Linked DNA regions of Gasterosteus aculeatus: region 1 is linked to region 2. The links are chromatin contacts, called in public Hi-C maps. All regions are on one chromosome and are shown on one strand. Each heading gives the region's core, a stretch centred on a gene start, on an enhancer-like site or on the middle of the called end of the contact. The rest is flanking DNA. Distances are from core to core; before and after follow the strand shown.

Evidence for each region. Hi-C and Micro-C count contacts between places; a contact is called where the count stands out from the background.
Region 1: a contact with region 2 is called in a Hi-C map of skeletal muscle, with 8 times the contacts expected there. The contact joins the promoter of sash1a here to the enhancer-like site in region 2. A contact is called at or near these places in 4 of 6 Hi-C or Micro-C datasets (skeletal muscle, tail fin and whole body).

The regions. Positions count from the first base shown.
Region 1 is chr18:12,737,242-12,739,941 of fGasAcu3.hap1.1, forward strand. It overlaps sash1a (SAM and SH3 domain containing 1a), which reads right to left and starts at 1,443. Exons shown (of 19, transcript XM_078093349.1): 1 at 1-1,443. The coding sequence starts at 434.
Region 2 is chr18:12,676,339-12,679,038 of fGasAcu3.hap1.1, forward strand. The region is part of intron 1 of sash1a (SAM and SH3 domain containing 1a); the gene reads right to left. Among protein-coding and RNA genes, the nearest start is that of LOC144389388, 11 kb to the left of the region's middle. Within about 2 kb of position 1,408, at least 1 of the 9 cell types and tissues checked has open chromatin away from gene starts, as enhancers often do.

The sequences.
Region 1 (2,700 bases), core at 193-2,692, 61 kb after region 2:
AGCTTCAGCTTGGGGTAAATCACCAGCTCCCTCCTGTTGCCCAGCGTGCGGTTCCTCTGCGCGCCCATGTGGCCCCCGTGGCGCCCGATCCGCTCACCGGTGGGCTCGGTCCAGGACTTGGATCCCCGCAGTTTGGACTCGTACTGGTCCGCCACGTGACTGGTATAAACCTCGGCGGCGGGTGGCATCGGCTCCAAGGTGAAATAGAGTCCACTGGCCGTCTCGCTGGCTTCGTCCTTCAGCCTCCTCACCGCGTCGTGAATCCGTTGCCGGTGGTGCGGGACGCAGACCCCGATGGCGTCCAGGTCGGGGTCTCCGATCTGTTTGCAGACCTCCAGATCGTCGTAGCCGTTGTCCACGAAGGCCTCGACGTACTGGGCAAGCTGCAGGGTCTTCAGCCACTCGAAAACGATGACAGGTCCGCTGCTCGTCATTTTGGCTGTCGCCGGATTTGGCTCCGACTCCGGGACGGGAAGAAGACGCCGCGGTCGATCGCTTCTAGTCTCCCAGCCGGCGTCTCAAACGCATTATGCGGTTGTTGATGACCACGTGCGCGCTCTCAAAGTATTATGAAAGTACAGATGTTCTGGACTGTTGCTCCAATCCTCCAACCTTTTGATGGCGCGATGTCGCAAGACATAACAACAGAGCCGTAAGTGAATTAAAACAGGTTGAGCCTGACAGTCCGTTCTTGTCTGGAACACCTGTCAATGTCTCCAAACGAAGATCGGCTCTCACGTCCTAAATGGCATTTCTGTGACTTACCGCGCGCATTCAGTCCAGTCGGCTTACTTAAACATATAAAGAAAGCAGTCGTCTCAAAACTATTGTGATTCAAATAGCTGCTCAATGGGATTTCGTCCGTTACGCGCGGCAGCTGCTCGGTCTTAAAAAAGAGAATCTGTTTCGGGTTTTTTTACAGCTTATCCTGCTTCCTTAAAGTCCTCCGTGTCGCCAAAGCCGAGCGCCTCGAGAGAGTAAATCCAAAAGGGTGCAACAACAACAACAACAACAACAACAAAAAACGACAGAAAGTCGGCCGCGGACGATCGGAGGCGACCGCGAGGTTCCGCGCAGGTTTTACGCGTATTCCGGTTCTTCCAGCCGGCACATCAGCGCAGTGGAGCCGCGCAGCCAAGAGCCAACGTGCTCACTGCTGCTCCTCTGCCGTCCACGCCCCCCCACGCATCTCACCGTGCCCATTTAAAAATAGTCCCCCACCCACCTCTCTCTCTCTCTCTCTACCAACTTGTCACGCCGAGTCGGGGGACACAATGGGTCACACCAAAGTATGCGCGAGACGACAGCGCACGCTAAGCCCGTCGCGCAGTAGAAACGAAACCCCGAGTCACATTCCTCCCCAACGATGGGATTTCGTTCTCCGCACCTCTCTCTCTCTCTCTCTCTCTCTCTCTCTCTCTCTCTCTCTCTCTCTCTCTCTCTCTCTCTCTCTCATACACATACGCGTCTACTCATTCAGCGCTGGCACGCTTCTGTTTCTCGGTGCGCATGAGCGCCCTCTATGTGGCGAGTGGGGAACTGAGGCCTCCTCAGCACCGGGGAGAGGGGGTGGGGGGGCTGATGAAATAGAAGAAACTGAGGCAGTAACCCATTGGCTGCACGAACAGACATTTGATGCAATTTCTCTTTCGACTCTTTACAGCAACGCAGAGCGATTGGTGCCCGACGGTCGGCGTCTAATTGCAGCAGCACCGGATGCTTCCATTATTGGTATGAAACAAGTCAAACTCTCTCCTCGGACAAGACCTGTCCGCGCTGTCCAAAGCGGAAGCCGAGCCAGCCGGTGCAGATGCGTGCTTCATCGAATGTGAGCCGACAGCTTGTTAGGGGTCAGTTTGATGCAATCGCCGTCTCGGCTCCGGGCTGGAAGTGATTTGCCTCAGGCCCATCAGGGCATCGGCCGGGGCTCGGGCGGAGGAGGAGGAGGAAGAGGAGGAGTGGGTAAGCATATCAAACAGCCTCATATCGGAATGTCAGAGGAAGAGGTGCGAGCCTGGTGGGGCTGCTTCATCATTGTCGGATGTCCAATCATGCCGTTGAGCTACTCAACATCCAACACGGTGGTTTACCTGTCGGCTGCCGCCATCGTACCGTCCGCGACCTGTTAGTGTTGGTTTACAGCTCTCGGGTGAGATTTAAACTCGCACAGCTCCGTTCAGCCTTTGCATGGATCAGCTTCGGGAGCAGAGCATTATGGGAGTGAGAAGACGGGGTCCGGTGCTCTCTGTGGCGGGTTGACTCGCCGAGTTCCGCCGGCCGTGCCAGGAGTGCCGGGTTTCCACTCTGCTGCCCCCCGGGGCCTTTGAGAGCGACCAGCAGGTTTCCCGGGGGGGGGCGGAGGGGGGAGGAAGGCCAAGGGAGCCAACACAAGCGCCTCGCTGGCTGGATGGAAATACACAGGTTTGTTTGCAAGGCAATCAATCACGTGAATGGGACTGCCCTGCAGGTGTGCCCAAGTTGCAGAGCCCTTCAAACAAAGCAACGGCCGCTTCAGGAGCCAACGTTTCAACTGAAGCGTGATGTCATTTATCCAGTAATTTACACATAAAATATCTAAAAAAAAAACCTGAAATATAATATATATGTATGATATATATCTCCTTTCATCACCTCAGTTTCAGCTTGTAAAGATTCTGAGTAGATCCTTTGAAACCACTGGTTTAGTGTAGACGGGGTCCA
Region 2 (2,700 bases), core at 158-2,657:
CGGGCTGAAGGAAGCGGAACTCCCATTAGATCTTGGCCCGGAGGGTGGAGAAGCCGCCCACTGTGTCGAGCTGCAACGCGATGAATGAACATTTGCTCAAACAATGTGAACATATATGTTTTTGAAAAAAAACAAATAATGTGTTTTTCCAGCTATAATGATGCTTTGGAAGCACAGAGCTAGGTTTGGCTAATGCGGTGGGCACGTCTATCAGTCACTGGGTAACTTAGAATCAAAATCCTAATATGCCCCCGGAGTCTAACCACCCATTCGATTATAGACACCAAAACCACGAATCCCACACTATTAACTGGGCCGAGGTTTTGAATGAATGTATTGTGTTTCTGTTCCGATCCGATGGGTTTGGAACCACTTCTTAACCTCTAAGTTCCTTTTCCTGTTCTTTGTATGACCACTCAACGTTTTTTTTTTAAAAATATCTCTCCACCGAAAAAAAGCAAGCACGGGATTCTGAGCCACTAGAATCTTTCACTCGCGATGAAGAAAATCACTACAATCCTTCATTTTTGTGTACTCAGTTATACATTCTCAATTTCCTTATCGTCCCCACCCCCATTTTCTTCTGTCTCACTCTACCTCTCAGCTCAAATCACAGGGTTTAGGGCCAAGCGGTCCAGTCTGAGGGATCGAAAATCCACAGAGAGAGCTTATGATTGCCTGTGATTACAGTGTCCTCCTCTCCGTTCGCCCGGCCAGCCTCCTCCTCCTCCTCCTCCTCTTCCTCCTCTTGGCTCATCTGGCCAGGCCCGGCTGAGGCAACGCGCTCGGATCATTAACTGGAGAGTGCCGGAGCGAGGAAAAAGCTCACGGGGGGACGAGGGAGGGGGGGGGGGGGCGCTGACACGTTTCCTTCACCTTGACATTGCCTGGAGGTTACAGCATTCATTCTCGCACTAAAGTGCAGCTCGGGGAGGGCGAGAGTCATGTGAATGAAGGGCTTCTGATACATAAAAGGTTTGTGCGTGTGTGTGTGTGTGTGTGTGTGTGTGTGAGGGAGCCTCATCCCCTCTCTCGGCTCGAGCCGGCCAACGTGTTCGGAACTGTTGAAATGTGTGTTGAGAACTGTGGAGAGTAACGGTGTGTGTGTGTGTGTGTGTGTGTGTGTGAGGCAGAGAGAGAGAGAGGCTGTTGCTGTGCGTTGTGCAATCAGACACACACACACACACGGACGTAGCCGTGTTCCGTCTCCGTCTTCTCACACCGACACCGCCTGCCTGGTCACCGAGATCGACCCGCCGACTGACCGGCAGTCAGAAGAAGACGTCGTACCTCAGAGAGGAATAATGCATATTGGACGTTTACAGGAGGAAAAAGATGGAAGCACAGTGGTGGTGTGTTATGAGAGCAGCCTGCCCCCCCCCCCCTCGAGGGACGGTCACAGTGCTGAGGAATGATCGACAGCCTCCCCCCGCGGCCCTCGTCAACGCGTCTGCTGAATTGAACCCCGCGCTGCCCTGAAGGTGCCCCCCACCCCTCTCCTCCTCGGGGTTTTTTAGGTAGGGGGTGATATTGAGCTGCCAGCGGAGTGACGGCGCGCTTCACCTCGCCTCCCCGGGGACGCGAGGCCGGCCAGCAGCATGTAATTAAAAGCGCATGAAGACAGATCAGGCTCTCTGCCCCCGCCGTCTGTCGGAGAACGGCCCCCGAAGGCCGAACCCGCTCCGCGTGCCGCTCCGTCAGGCTCTGGGAGGGGGTGGGGAGTAATTTATTAAAGAAAGGTTCAATAGCATCCTTGATCAAGAGTGATGAATGGAATCTATTCTGCGGCGAGTGATGGCAGAACGATTATTTAGAGGTTGATTTACGGCAGAAACAAAAGATTTGAAGTTCAACATTTGCACAATCATCATGTTTTAAAAGTCAAAAAGATGACATGCAAATATGGGGATTTTTTTGTACACAACCCTGTAGGAAGCTATTCACTTCCTACAACCCGCATGTTGCAGGAGGAAGTGTGAATCCTTTTTCTTGGCAGTTTTACTGCTGTTCATCATGCTGAAGGATGTGCCTTTGCAGGCTGCTCAATCCCTCCCCTCGCTGCCCGATTTCTCTATTTAGTTATTTTTAAACTCAACATTCGCAGTTGGTAACTCGCGTCCTTCTTGTTTTTTCTTCAACGTTGTAGATGAGCAAAGCGACAGTAAAATAAGCACCGTTTTATACTGCAGTATACTGTGAACCTGTACTATTACAGACGGAACTGGGATACATCTTAAGTACTGTTTTACCTGACATGGTCACAATTAAATGTGTGTGTGTGCATGAAAACTGCCTGGTGAGGGTAAATCAGCTGTATCTTTATCCCTCCTCCTTTGATTCCCTGAGCTTGCCAACTTAAAAATAGCCGATTCATTGTTGAACACTATAACGTTCTGCTGAATAGATGCTTTCGCTGCGCGTACAAATCTCAGCAAAGACGGGACGCATGCTTCTTTGGCTCGCTGCAAGAGTCCCTTTGCCTTTTCACACGATCCATTTTAATCTTTGCTCGCCTCTGTCAAAGACGAGTGATTCAGTTTCCCTTCACGGGAACGGCGAAGGCGTTGAGGTTTCATTCGCCGGCATTCATGTCAGGTCAAATCAAACGGGGAGATTCTCCATCCTCGGCTTCTCTGACCGGCTGCTTCAACGTCAAAAAAAAAAAAAAACGGATTATTACACTAACGTCAAAGTGAACAA